2 separate regions of the Xenopus laevis genome follow, and region 1 is linked to region 2. Evidence: chromatin contacts called from public Hi-C data. All regions are on one chromosome and are shown on one strand. Each heading gives the region's core, a stretch centred on a gene start, on an enhancer-like site or on the middle of the called end of the contact. The rest is flanking DNA. Distances are from core to core; before and after follow the strand shown.

What was found. Hi-C and Micro-C count contacts between places; a contact is called where the count stands out from the background.
Region 1: a contact with region 2 is called in a Hi-C map of animal cap, with 5 times the contacts expected there. The contact joins the promoter of krt8.1.L here to the enhancer-like site in region 2. A contact is called at or near these places in 3 of 4 Hi-C or Micro-C datasets (the XL177 cell line, the XTC cell line and animal cap).

The regions. Positions count from the first base shown.
Region 1 is chr2L:156,002,284-156,009,618 of Xenopus_laevis_v10.1, forward strand. krt8.1.L (keratin, type II cytoskeletal 8-like) reads left to right here and starts at 2,891. Exons shown (of 9, transcript XM_018247587.2): 1 at 2,891-3,310; 2 at 6,997-7,205. The coding sequence starts at 2,963.
Region 2 is chr2L:155,896,436-155,904,166 of Xenopus_laevis_v10.1, forward strand. No RefSeq gene overlaps it. Among protein-coding and RNA genes, the nearest start is that of eif4b.L, 25 kb to the left of the region's middle. Within about 2 kb of position 2,501, at least 1 of the 7 cell types and tissues checked has an H3K27ac peak or open chromatin away from gene starts, as enhancers often do. A contact at or near this core is called in animal cap, where this site is marked.

The sequences.
Region 1 (7,335 bases), core at 1,641-4,140, 110 kb after region 2:
TAACAGTGGAGACAATAGTCTCTGGGAATAGACTGTGGCATAGGAGGTATAGTAGGGAGAGATGGTGCCTATAGTAGCAGTGGGATAATAGTCTCTGGGAAGGGAGTGTGGCTGTGGGATAGCAGGTATAGTAGGGAGAGATGGTGCCTATAGTAACAGTGGGATAATAGTCTCTGGGAAGGGACTGTGGCTGTGGGATAGAAGGTATAGTAGGGAGAGATGGTGCCTATAGTAACAGTGGGATAATAATCTCTGGGAAGGGAGTGTGGCTGTGGGATAGCAGGTATAGTAGGGAGAGATGGTGCCTATAGTAACAGTGGGATAATAGTCTCTGGGAAGGGAGTGTGACTGTGGGATATCAGGTATAGTAGGGAGAGATGGTGCCTATAGTAACAGTGGGATAATAGTCTCTTGGAAGGGACTGTGGCTGTGGGATAGCGGGTATAGTAGGGAGAGATGGTGACAGTAATATGTATTAAGTATACTTATTATGGAACTGGCTTATTATGAGTGTAGAGTTTGGCCCACCGGAATACCAGAAAACTCCCAGTGCGCTAGGTGTCAGTGGACCCTATTTCCGTAGAGAAGAAACTAGGAAAATAGGAGAACTATCCCATGCCCAACAGTCTGTATATCAACCCATGCTCAAATTATTTATATGCTTATAGATTAAATGAGGACATCTGTATCCAAAGACACTCCTAAAGAAAAAAGAACCCTTGTTACTTCATAGTTTTTTTCTATACCCAAGTGGCCATTTGGAGTGGGTTACTATTGTCCAGGGAGGTTATTAAGTACACATATATACTGGTGGCTAATTAACTGTAATAGTGAATGCATTAATAAGCAATTTCTACTCCTACGTCTAGTCTCTAAATTATCAACAAGGCATATTTTGTGAATACGGGTGTAGCCGAGGGCTTGATTGGCCCATCTAATTGTTTAATCATTTAGTGATTTATGAATTAGAAGGGTGTAGTAATTTATTCATTCAAGGGCTAATGAGCTGGAATTAGCCACACTTATTTTAATGGGAAGGAATTTAGAGATTGTCATCTAGAGAGTTGGTGTTTATGGTTTTATCTCTTTAGGAGTTGAGTGTTACTGTATAGTAATGCATGCCTCATAGCCTGTATATGAACCATTCCTACAGTCTATATGCTGAGCAATGGTTGCGCTCAGTGGGGCTCATTTATCAACACTGAGCAAATTTGCCCGTGGGCAGTAACCCATGGCAACCAATGAGATTGCTGCATTCATTGTTCTACTTGCAGCTGGTTTCACAAAGCTAATCACTGATTGGTTGCTGCCCATGGGCAAATTTACCCAGTGTTGATAAATGAGCCCCAGTGTTTCTACTTTCATCACACTGTATTATTGAGACCCATATTGAGCTAAAGTCTCAGCACAGTGGCGCTATCTAATCCTAATCCCTTTGTGGGCCCCGTCAGTGATTCATTGGGGCAGATTTACTAAAGGGCGAAGTTTTTGCCAGAAATCACATCCGCAGCGACATTGCCAATTTACAGGCGCAGACGACAATTCGCTAGTGAAAGAGACCGTCACTAGCGTTCATTCGAAACTCTGTCGTCAGGCAACTTTTTGCCAGGTGAATGGTCGTTGCCAGGCGAATTCAGTGAAGTGCGGAGTTGACTTCGCCACCTCAGACCAAGCGAAGTGCTAAAAAGAAGCTAGATCTTCCTCAATCTTCTGTCACTTACATCATATCCTGTGAGCCGAAAAATGCATTAAAGTTGAAAAAAAAGGCTGGCAACTCTTCCTTTTTTTAAGCGGCATTGCCTGCAAAAGTCCTGACTTGAATTTTTTTGGGTTAACATTTTCTCCAGACATTTGAGGGGCATGGAACATTCATTATACAATGGGCTCATGTGCAGGGCATTATATGATCTCTTTTGTCTTTATTAAAGTTCTCTGGCCATTTGTAATAAAAAGTGACCACTTGAAGCATTTGCACCAACATCTCTAATGTAATAAAGACGTCCACACATCACTACTAAGCGTAAGATCACGTGACTTTTCGCTAGGCATAAACGAACGCTAGTGAATCCTCGATATGGAATACTCGCACTGAAGAAGTATCGCTAGCGAAAAGTTGCCAGCGTTAGGCACCCAGGTCGCAACTTTGCATTTTAGTGAATTAGCGTAGTGGTAACGAACTTGCGCCTGGTGAAGTGGTCACTGGCGACAATTCGCCCCTTTAGTAAATCTGCCCCATTATGGTTAACGGGGTGGTTCACCTTTAAGTTAACTTTTAGTATGTTATAGAATGGCCAGTTGTAAGCAACTTTTCAATCGGTCTTCAAATTTTATTTGATACAGTTTTTGAAAAATGGGGGTCGCAGACCCCATGTAAAAAAAAAATGCTCTGTAAGGCGACAAATGTATTTTCATTGCTTCTTTTTAATTGTCTTTCTTTTCAGGCCTCTCCTATTCACATTCCAGTCTCTTTTTCCAAGCAATGCACGGTTGCTAGGGTAATTTGGACCCCAGCAACCAGATTGTTGAACTTGCAAATTAAAAGTTAACTCAAAGGTCCTTTTTAAGTAAAGGAGTGTAAATTGATACAGATGAGACAAATAAAAGAAGCCTCAGCACAGCCGGACATCCCCTCCCTTGTGTTTGTGACAGAAGTTTTCCTTCTGGGCTGGGCCGGCGGGGGCACATTCCTCACACAAACCCCACCTCAGGCTTTTAACCCTCCAGGGATCCCATTCTCTGTATAAGGAATAACAGTGCAGCGCCCTCTAGCGTCAGCTCGCCCGTCCCATACGTCCAACAGGTGGAAACCCCGCCCTCCTGTGCTCCAGCCACTCAGGTACTCGCACAGCGGCGCCCCCTGCTCCCAGCCTCGCATATAAGCGCAGCGTCTCCCATCAGCCTCAGCCTGTCCTGAGCTCCAGCAACTTCTCAGTTAGACACCGCCGGCACTAACACTTGCACCATGTCTGTTAGAACAACCAAAATGACCTACCGCACCAGCAGCGCTGCCCCCCGCTCCGGCGGCTTCAGCAGCTTCTCGTACAGCGGCGCCCCCATGGCGAGTAGAGCCAGCACCGCTTCTTTCAGCCTGGGGTCCAGCTATGGAGGAGCCTCCAGGTTCGGGAGCGGCTACAGGAGCGGTTTTGGGGGCGCAGGTGTGGGATCTGCGGGAATCACATCGGTCAGCGTCAACCAGAGTCTCCTGGCACCCCTCAACCTCGAGATCGACCCTTCCATCCAGCAAGTGAGAACCGAGGAGAAGGAGCAGATCAAGACTCTCAACAACAAGTTTGCCTCTTTCATTGACAAGGTGAGTGGCCCGGGCACAGGGAGTGGCAGCGACCCAAATAATGGCAGCGACCCTTTATCCAGCGACCCTTCATTCCAAATAATGGCAGCGACCCTTTATCCCAAATAATGGCAGCGACCCTTTATCCCAAATAATGGCAGCGACCCTTTATCCCAAATAATGGCAGCGACCCTTTATCCCAAATAATGGCAGCGACCCTTTATCCCAAATAATGGCAGCGACCCTTTATCCCAAATAATGGCAGCGACCCTTTATCCCAAATAATGGCAGCGACCCTTTATCCCAAATAATGGCAGCGACCCTTCATCCCAAATGATGGCAGCGACCCTTTATCCAGCGACCCTTTATATCGATTAAAGGCAGCGACCCTTTATCCAACGACCCTTTATCCCGAGTAAAGGCAGCGACCCTTTATCCCGAGTAAAGGCAGCGACCCTTTATCCCGAGTAAAGGCAGCGACCTTTCTTTCCCCGGAGTTGTGGCACTTGTGCTGACTCACCTTTATTCTCACTAGTCGGTGCCTATAAAATATGGCCGAAACGTTGCGCTGAAAGCGATTCAATAGGTTCCGTTGCAATTGACGCCCTGTCTTCAGCCCTTCCCCCTCTCTCCGCTGCTACAAGTGAAACTTCCACTGTCACCTTTGCACCGAATTGGGCTCCTTTAATTTCCATATTGGGAACTTTATATCTATATAAGCGGTTACTTTTCATTTGCCGGGCACTTGTGGCTGTGACATGTGCCATTTGTTTCCTTATTTGCTTAAGCCAAAGAACTTTTGCTGGCGGCATTATAAAATGCAATGACTAAGGGCTTGTTTGTCCTGAGCCCCATTCCTATTGGGTGTCAGAGAGCAGGTTTTCTCTGTATGGAGACTGGTGACTGGCTGACATGGGACTAATGGCCGCTGCATTTATGTACCTGCTGCATTTTTCTAAAACTATTTCCTTTTAAATCTCTAAAGTCCAGTTTTATGTTTGTGAGAGAAGCTGCCAAGATCTCACCCTGTCCTGCCAATGGCAGAAGTGAAGAGCAGAACCAAATGCCCCTCCCAAGGTGTAGGTCAGCGCTTATCCGGTTAATAGGAGAGCTCAGGGTGGGGATGAGCAGCTCTACTCTGTGTAGTACAGCTAACAACATAACTTGCTGAACTACACCTCCCAGTATGCTTTGATGCTGAGAGCTGTTTTTCAGCTTGGGAAAGACAACTCCAGGTGGTGGATCTGACTTACTAGACTCTCACTCAATAACTGATGAGTCTTTCACCCGTCCCTCCTGCTGTGAGAATGTGTCCGATGCAGCTGCACTAGATCCTTGTACATATGCAGGTTGCGCAGTTACCCCAAAGGTTTCTGTTATTTTTCTGCTTTATGGTGGATTGTTCTTGTGCTCGGGCAGCACATTTGCTTCTACTTTCATTATCTCTGAATTAATGGCCAATGCACCTACCCCAGGACAGGCTGCAGGTTATGCCAAGGCAAATACTTGCTCAGTCTGCTGCACTCTGTTACTCTCCTAATTGGCACGCACTGAATCCGATTAACACCCTTTGCACCTGTGTGTTCTGTATGGGTTACTGCTAATATAGAGCTGTTCTTTAGGGGTTCCTACATACAGTGACATTGTAGGTAAGGAAATTACGGAAAAACTCGATAATGTTCCCCATTGTGGGTGAAGATTGCAGCAGCAGTGTATAATCCATCTGCCCAACCTGTGGACATTAAATATTATTCAATTATTATTAAATAATATAAAATAAGTCATAGACCAATAACAGATGAAGCATAGCTTGAGCTTAATAAATAGACCCCCCAAAAGTTTGTTTTGGCCCATGTCCCTGTTGCTATGTAACTGATCTCTGTCCCCATGTATGCATGGAAACGACAGTTACAGCTTTCCAGTTGGTTCCACGCCCTAAAGCCCTCATGGATCAGCAGGTTTAGTTTTAGCATCTGGGAACGATTATCCATCGGGAATGTTGGGCCCTATATAGATAGCAGGTCTCTCATAAATTCACAATGTGCCGAAGCTGCAAGGGAGGGGCAGGAGGGGACAGGTTACCTGCAGACATTGCCTTATAGGGACATGAACATGCGCTCCACCTCACTCTGCACACACACCATTTAATGTCATGGAACAAAGTCTGCTCCACCGCGTCCTATCTGCGCCCAAACCAAATATAGAGCTGTTGTGCCGGGTCCTGTGGCTTGGGAAAAGCACTGTTAATGGGAAATTCCGTTTCTACTGAGAAATCATACATTAACCCTTGGTCCTATTCATTTGTGGGGGGTTTTTTTAAAGGGGAACTATAACACAAATGAAAATTCAATAAAAGCTTCATCATACAAAAAATAAACTTTGTAAATACAATCAATTAAATATTCTGTGTTTTTTTCTGAAATCAAGTTTATCTTCATTATCTCTCTCGGCATCTGTTTCTCTTCATTCTGTCCTCAGATAATCATTGACAGTTAGATCCAATATATCTTATAGGGGGCTTCTTTCCTAGCAAATGAACTAGAGCTCACTCAAGTAACCGATTCCAGTACAAAAAAAATCTAACAATAACTGCCTTTTGCACAAATCCTGCATGTAGAGAGACATGATGTCTCATAGAGTGAGCTCTAATACATCTTCTAGGCAAAAGGAAGCCCCCCTATAAGATATATTAGATTTAACTGTCAATGATTATCTGACACCCAACTGCTGCATGAAGAGAGAATGAAAAGAAACGGGTGCTGAAAGAGTGATAGTGAATATTAACTTGATTATTTCAGAAACCTACAGAATATTTAATTGATTGTATGTAGAAAGTTTCTTTTTTCAGTATGCTGAAGCCTATATTGTATATTTTTGTGATAGTTCCCCTTTAATATAACATTTATTTATACAGGACCACTGGTGCACTGTGGACTATCCTGCCCTGTCTGGATTCTAACCTAGAGACCCATGTGCTGCCAATCACTATTCACTGAGCTGCCCATAGGCACCTGGATAAACTGCCAACCGTGATACTTTGGAGAATTAAAGGACCAGTAACATCAAAAAATTAAATTGTTTTAAAGTAATAAGAACATAGTGCAGTGTTGCCCTGCACTGGTAAAACTGCTGTGTTTGCTTCAGAAACACTATTATTGTTTATATAAATAAGCTGCTGTGTAGCCATGGGGTAGCTATTCAAAGGAGAAAAGGCTCAAGTTACACAGCAGATAGCAGATAAGCTCTGTAGAACATAATGATATCTGTTATCCATTACTTATCCTGTGCCATATAGCCGTTTTTCAATTTCCGCCATTGCTGCTCAGCAGCTTGTTTATATGAACTATAGTTGTGTTTCTGAAGCAAACAGATCAGTTTTACCAGTGCAGGGCAGCACTACATGATATTTTCATTACTTTAAAAACTTTCAGTTTTTGATGTTACTGTTCCTTTAAGCAATGAACCCCCCCAATAATTTGTTGAAACCATATACTCTACCCTCTGATTTTGCCCTGCACACATTGTGCTCTGGTTGAGGTGACTATAAAGGGTTAATCACAATGACTGGGATGTCTGTGAGGGCCTCCTGCTGAAAGCAAAGTGACTTCATCAGGACCAGTCCTGGGCTCACAAATGTTGCTCAGAAGAGCAGCAGCGTTTAATCCCGTAGTGACCGGCAGAAAGTGAAATGCGCTTTCTTTTCTCAGGTGCGTTTCCTGGAACAGCAGAACAAGATGCTGGAAACCAAGTGGAGCCTCCTGCAGAACCAGAAGACCACACGCAGCAACATGGACTCCATGTTTGAGGCCTACATCGGCAACCTGCGCCGCCAACTGGATGGCCTGGGACAGGACAAGATGCGCCTGGAGTCTGAGCTGGGAAATATGCAGGGCCTGGTGGAGGACTTCAAGAACAAGTGAGTGATTTTCATAGCTGTGCTGCCATGTGACGTTTATTCTTCCACATGCAAAGCAGCATTGCAGTTTGTTTGTCTTTATGGCTCATACACCTGTGTCAGCTGCACAACTGTCATGATTAGTCTCTGG
Region 2 (7,731 bases), core at 1,251-3,750:
GCTGATTCACTGCACATGCTCTGTGCTGCTGTCACTTACTGAGCTTAGGGACCCACTCACAATATACAGTACACATAGAATAGAAATGTCACAATATAAGGCTGATAAGTAATTAATACAGATAATTACTACATGGCAGCACAGAAACCAGTGAAACTTGTACCAGAATTTAACAATCAGCCTTGTAGCATCAGCTTATATTACAGGACAACATAATTTTCAACTTGATAATTTGCGATGACCCCTAAGTTTAGCTTCTCAACAGCTGCTCAGAGCCCACTGAGCATGTGAGTGTCACAGACACTTTCCAAGATGGTGACCCCCTGTGACAAGTTTGAAGTCCTGGATCATTGCTGCTATTGACAAGCTGAAATTTTAGGCTGGTGCAATAAGTTCAGTATATAAAATATGGCATTTTTAGCCATATTCATTTTTAAGGTTTCGTTCTCCTTTAATGTCCTAAACATAATGATATATGTGAATGAAGAGCATTTCTTGTCTTTGTCTGTGTAGTATATTTAATTTTCAAGATTTTTACTATAGAGGTGGTGGTGGTTATAGGCCAACTGCAGCTGCAGGATATTCAATATACAGCTTTGTAGTTCTTCTTCCCTTTCCACCGGTGCAGGTACCTATACCTCCTCCAGTTCAACATACATCTTGGTGCTGATAAACTGATTAAAGTGCACATATACTGCATTATGCTGGCAGCTATATTAACAGAGTACTTTGCCCGTGTATAACTACCTTTGTCAGAGTGGCAGTGTCTGTTCCGACTACGGCAGGTATGTTTTTTTCTGCTACAAATGGAAACTGCTTGGCAATGCAGCCACTGACACCTGGATGTGTGTGATTGGTTGGCAGGGTGCTGCCCATTAGCAGGAAGACTAATCCTTTCATTCATATGACTATTAATGCGGTGGGGGAGGAGGCCCGGCTGCTTTCTGATTTTCCATGTTATGTACATATGGAACTGAGTCTCTGTACAAAGTGCAGTAGGTCCCAACCTGTTGTGTGTGTTAGTTCACGTTGTCATGTGCACCTTTATTGGTCTCTTTTATGTCTTCCACATGTTTGTCTGCACCCTATAGCAGCCCAGCCCCAGCAGATATGCGCTGATAGCCCACAGCCTTTCCTACCTGTTCCAGGATACTGGAACCTTCTCCAAGGATTTTTAACTTAAACAATGAAAAGCTAAACTATGTGCAGAAGTGATGCATGGGGCACTGCTATGTGAAAAAACATTTGCATGCTTTTATTCTTCTGTGTTCTACTGGCAAACCTGGTAAAATTCTCATTTCTGAAAGTATGCAGATCTATATAGATGATAAGCTGAAGAGAGAAAAGATTAGGATAATAAACTAATGATGGGTGAACAGAGAAGAAAAATATTTTGTAGACTGGGCCTACGGTAAGGTTTTGGGATGTGTCCCTTACACCTAGGGTTGCCACCTAGCTGGTATTGTTCGGTAAAAATTATTGTTGATCCCAATGTTATTAATAGGGGAAAAGGATAGGAAAGCCGTTTTTTTTTCCAGAAAATGTGGCAACCCTACTTACACCCAAGTCCCCTTTCAAGATGCTATACCCTCTGTTACTTTAGGCACAGTCTCCCCTACTATACATACTATCCCACAGCCACTGTCCCTTCCCAAATACTATTACCCCCACTTCTACTATAGGCACAATCTCAACCTACTATACCTTCTATCCCACAGCCACAGTCTTTTCCCAGAGACTATTATCACACTTCTACTATAGGCATCATCTCTCCCTACTATACTTGCTATCCCACAGTCACACTCCCTTCCCAGAGACTATTATCCCACTGCTACTATAGGAACCATCTCTCCCTACTATACCTGCTATCCCACAGTCACACTCCCTTCCTAGAGACTATTATCCCACTGTTACTATAGGCACCATCTCTCTCTACTATACCTGCTATCCACAGCCACAGTCCCTTCCTAGAGACTATTATCCCACTGTTACTATAGGCACCATCCCTCCCTACTATACCTGCTATCCCACAGTCACACTCCCTTCCCAGAGACTATTATCCCACTGTTACTGTGGGCACCATCTCTTCCTACTATACCTGCTATCCCACACAGTCTTTTCCCAGAATGTATTATCCCCACACAATAGACACCAGATGAAACCACATGTGCCAAATGTATTTCCACAGCCTAACACTGCATCAATCCATTGATATGGTCCTCTGCTAGTGGGTCTCTATAGGCCCAAATGATTGTATCATCTTTGGCCAGGGGAAACACAATCACATTAGCCCGATCTGGCCAAGATCTGCTTCTGTGGCGTAATATTTTTTTTGTGACTATTTATAAAATGTTTTGGAGCAAACAGGCATAATAGCTTCCATCAGTTCACAGAGTTTTCTGATGTTTGTTTAGAGAAGAACTGCTTGATGTAGTGTACTTCCCCTAAGCCATTGTGTACACTGTCAAACTCTCAGGGCTTCCCGCTGCTTTGCACTCTCACACAACTTACACATACGGAGCACAATGCAACAAACAAAACACACAGGAAGACACAGCTGTGCACACATAGCATTAGTGCCACATTTGCCTTCCCATCTCTTATGTACTGAATCTTTCATTTAATTCTTCAAAAATCCTCAGTAAACAATATTGGCAAAATGGCATAGAATATTGTTAAAAAAAACAGTTTTCCCTTCATTATTTCATATTCCGGTCTGAGCTGCCTGATTGCTTGCTGTAATGTGTATATCTAAATCTAAAAACAAAGCCCATATACCCCAGCAAGTCTGGACTTTGATTCAAAATAGGCCCTGGCATTTCAAGTACACAGAGGTCCAAACAGCCCCCTCCAGCCCACTATATAGTGACAGTGAACCAGTGCCATGTGCCGTAATAAATTTACATGGTGCAAACATTTAGTGGAAGATGTACTAGCTTTTTAAGTGATGCAAAACACATTCATACTGTCACCAATAGGAATCTTCTCTTGTAAAGCACTTCAAACACCTGAAATTATATCTCAAGAGATTATACAACTGATATGTCTTACCCAGAGCTTTTCCCATTGGTGCCAGTATGAAGGTAATTTCAGGTGATTTGTTGCCTTTGGGAGAGGAAATTTCTCATGGGTGATACTGAAGGTTATTTAGATACTACAGATACTGTAGGTTATTTAGTTGAAAAGACCTAATACAAAGATATGTTTACTTGAGGCTTGACTTGACCTTTCATATCTTGGTAGAAATGTATGTTTGTGTGTATGTGAGAGCAGGTTAGGGGACACAGTTTGAATTTGTGCAAGTTAGTTCCCAGTTACAAAGTCATTTCTCAAGACATTGCTGTCAATGATTGATAAAGTCACTCAGCATGGTCATACCTGATTTAGCTGGTGAGGAGCAAGTTGCTTATGGCAGAGCAAGTGCATTGCTAGAATTGCTAGGGGTGGGTCACTGGTGTGTTGGCTCCTTTCCACATCATCTATCCAACCAACACTGCCTATGGCCTGCAATGGACGCTGCACGATTAGTGTATTTAGCATCGAGTAGCAAGTACTTCATCTGAAGTTTCCATGAAACATGGTGCTGGTGGCAACAATAGAGACTGTCTGTCATCTATCTACCTGTATAAAATGCAGTAAGTGCAGTTATAGAGACAGTCAACCTCTGTAAATATAGAATATATGTTATATTCTACTCATCCTCGGCTACCCAAAACATAACAATTGACGACGAGATGGATCTTCTACCTCTGCAGCAGCCTGCACCTTTTGGTTGCTGAAAGATATCAATTCCACGTGGACAACGTGGAAAACGTGGACAACGTAATGGCGAATCCACAGACCAATTTGTAGCACCTTTGGGACTCTGATGAAATGCTAAGAGACCAAATAGTGGAAAAAACAAACTCACCTCGCATTAGCGAGAGACTGCTCCTAGAACAGGATTTAACCCTTGCAAAGGCTATTACAGTTGCTATCCAAATTGAAACAGCAATGGCAGAGGCTAAAACTCTAACGGGGGAATGTAATAAAAATCGCTAACAGAAAAACTATTCGCAATGCGAAAAGTTATGCCTTTGCGCGAACAAATTTAGCTTTGTGCGAATTTAATATAGCTTTTGCGAGCCCGGAAACTGTTTAGCGACCACTTCCGACAGTGAAAGACCGTTTGCGAATTTTAGAGTTTGCGCCAATGCGCAGTCAATGTAATAAAACTTCTTACTGAAAAAGTCGTTATGTTTGCTCCAAAAGATTACGACACCTTCAAGCACTTCTTATGAGTGCGCAATTAAAATTCGCAATGCGCAATTAAAATTCGCAATGCAATAACAGTTTAAGGAACAATATTACATTGCGAGATGTGGATTTTTAGTCTTATTGGTGCGAATTGTTTTGCTCTTTGCGACTTTTATTACATTCCCCTGTTAGTCAGGGAACTGCTGGGAATACAGTACTGTGGCCTAATAATGCACAGTCACAGGCAAAATACAGTGCTAAGGAAAGGGATTCACCTACACTGTAAAACCGTGCAGCAAATACAAATAGAAAATACTGCTTTCGCTGTGGTTCAACACAACACACTGCAAATCATGTTACATGTCCTGCAAAAGCTAAACGGTGCCGCAACTGCACAAAAGTAGGACATTTTGCTAAGATCTGCCGTAGTTCTGCTAAAGATGTTCATGAAGTCACTACTACAAATTTCACAGTATTAAGTGTGGATAAAGCTGGTACATTTATTCCAGACAAGTTTATATGCACTGTCAGTGTCAATACTGCTTCTGCTGACAAGGGACTCTCCATTAACCTGATGCTTGATACAGGTTCAGCTGTTTCTATACTACCAAAGGATATTTTCATGAAATACTTTGCAATAGGGGGGGCGTGGCCAACGGCTAATGGAGTGAGACGCACGGTGCTGAGCTCCGGGCATATATCCTGAAATAAACCCTGAAATACCTGCGCAGGATCAACAATCCTTTCTCCAACAAGTGAGGGGCACGCAGTACTACCGCACAACGCCTCGCCATGGGCAAAAACAAGCCTGCACAGACACGCGGCAAAGGAATCGATCCGCAGCATGGGCCCTTGCAAAATGGCGGCGCCGACACTGCAGCACTAGAGGGAGACGCAGGTGGGGAAACTAGCAGCTCCCGCATTACCAAGGTGAGCGCCACTGCGGCCCAAACATTGGGGAAATTTGCCCGTTACCCATTAACTGACACGGACCAAGCGCAGACCCCTGACGCCACGTGTCATGCTATGGCTGACTCCTTAAGGGATAACCCCCCTCCCTCCACAACGGTCAATCCTGAACCGACCCTGGGGGAAGTTATCCAATTACTTCACGCTAACCACGCCACAGTCCTTAACAGACTTGATGCTATCAAAATGGACTTTAATATTATGAAACTAGATGTGCAAAAACTGAGAGAGCGCACGCAGGAAACAGAACGACGCATCTCTGAGTTAGAGGACAGAACACAACCTCTACACAAAACTGTAAGTGCGCACTCGCGCGACATTGCGGCCCTGCAAGCCAAAACTGACGATTTGGAGAATAGGCTTAGGCGCAATAACATCAGAGAAGTGGGCATACCTGAAAGGGCTGAGGGGCGCCAAATGGAACTTTTTCTGGAAAACTGGCTACTACATACATTTGGGAAAGACGCTTTCTCACGCAGCTTTGTACTGGAAAGGGCGCATAGGGTTCCTGGGAAGGCCCCACCACCAGGCTCCTGACCTCGCCCGATTGTAGCCCGCCTACTCAACTACAGGGACCGTGACAGGATCCTGCAACTGGCAAGAACCCTGGGGCCTATACAATTTGAAAACCAACGTGTCTCGATCTTCCCAGATTTTTCTATGGAAGTTCGCAACCAAAGGCTTAAGTTTACAACCATAAAGGAAAGGCTAAGAAAATTGCAACTCCCATACTCTATGTCCTTCCCAGCGCGTCTGCGCATCGTAAAGGGTGATAGAGCGTATTTCTTCACGTCACCAGAGGAGACACTGAAATGGCTGGAGTCCTCCAACCTCTCATCTTCCCCACAGGCTGAACCAGAATCTTCTGCTCAAGCAACTCCGGAAACCTGAAGTGGCGTGTACTGGCCGTGCCTATCATCTCTCTGCACAGGTCCTAATGACCTCCCCGGATAACGTCTACGTCCGACTACATCTGAATCGAGCTCCTACACCAGAGCCCTGGAATCGAGGAACTGAAGCCATCAATCTTTGATTCCCACCCTCTTACAGTTTGCCATGTTTTTTTGTTATAGGGTTGACACCTGCTTCAGTTGGGAACAAGCAGGTAGGGTGGGCCGGGTTTCAACATTTCTACTGCAAATGGACACATGCACTGTTGTTTCTTTCCCCTTTTGCTTTCCAACAAGTTTTATACCTACAGTGGGCCGGAACACAAGCTCTGACAAACAGGAACTTCTTAGGACCTTGTTCAGTATCATGCCATCCTTTACACTTACCTCCTTACCCAAGGATCATGGCTGAGGTAAAATTACTTTCTTGGAATGTAAGAGGTTTGGGTAACCCCATAAAACGAGGTTTGGTGTTTAAGCTAATAAGGCGGGTTAAACCTCACTTGATCCTACTCCAGGAAACACACCTGGATGGGAACAAACTTAGATCTCTACGTAAACCGTGGTTGGGATCTTATTTCCACTCCACATACTCCACATTCGCCAGAGGTGTGTCTATTCTTGTTTCCAAGCAATGTACGTTTACTCTTATTAAGGCTGTCTCTGACTCTGAAGGTAGATTCATAATACTGTCCTGTTTATTGAATAACAAAAGTTATATTGTGGTCAATCTGTATTCACCTCCCCCCTTTACTGGGGCGCTGTTGTCTCTGGTGATGGAAAAAATTTTGACACTACCCCTTAACCCGATTATACTACTTGGTGATTTTAATGCTGTAATGTCTGAACAGGAGGACAGGCTTTACCCGAGAACTAACCCTTCTACTATTCTCCCTAACTGGGCCTCCACCTTTGGTCTCCTTGGCCTGTGGAGAGAAAAACACCCTGGGGTTAAGAAATATACATGTTTTTCAGCCTCCCATGATACCATGTCTCGCATAGATTTAGCCTTGGGCTCCTCTGAGATACTTACCCAAACAACAAAAATAGACATTCTACCGGGAGGCATTTCTGACCATTCTCCCCTCCTATTAACCATAGCAGTGAACCCCCGGCCCACTGATAGGATCTGGAGACTTAATAGTTTTTGGTTACAGCAGGAGCGCATAACTAAACCGATGGAGGAAGATCTCAAAACTCACATAGACATAAACCTGCATTCTACTAGCCTCCAAAACATGTGGGACGCTTTAAAGGCATACACCAGGGGTCTCTTTGTCCAACAAATTAAGACATTTAATAGAAATGCTAGTAAAGAAATTGTCACCTTAGAAACCCAACTGCTCCAGGCTGAGAAAGAGTTTTGTATGAAACCCACCCCCCAATCCAGTCAGAAATTCAAAGCTTCCCAGGCCACATTGCAAACTGCTCAGTTATCACAGGTTAAAAAATCACAACTGTACTATAAAGCTAATATTTTCTCAGCCGGGGACAAGAATGGTAAATTATTGGCTATTTTATCCAAAGACACCTCCACCTTGACAGGTATTCCAGCAGTTCGGGATGTCACAGGGTCGGTGGTTTCTGACCCCTTAGAAATTATCAGAGTTTTTGCAAATTATTATAATAACCTTTA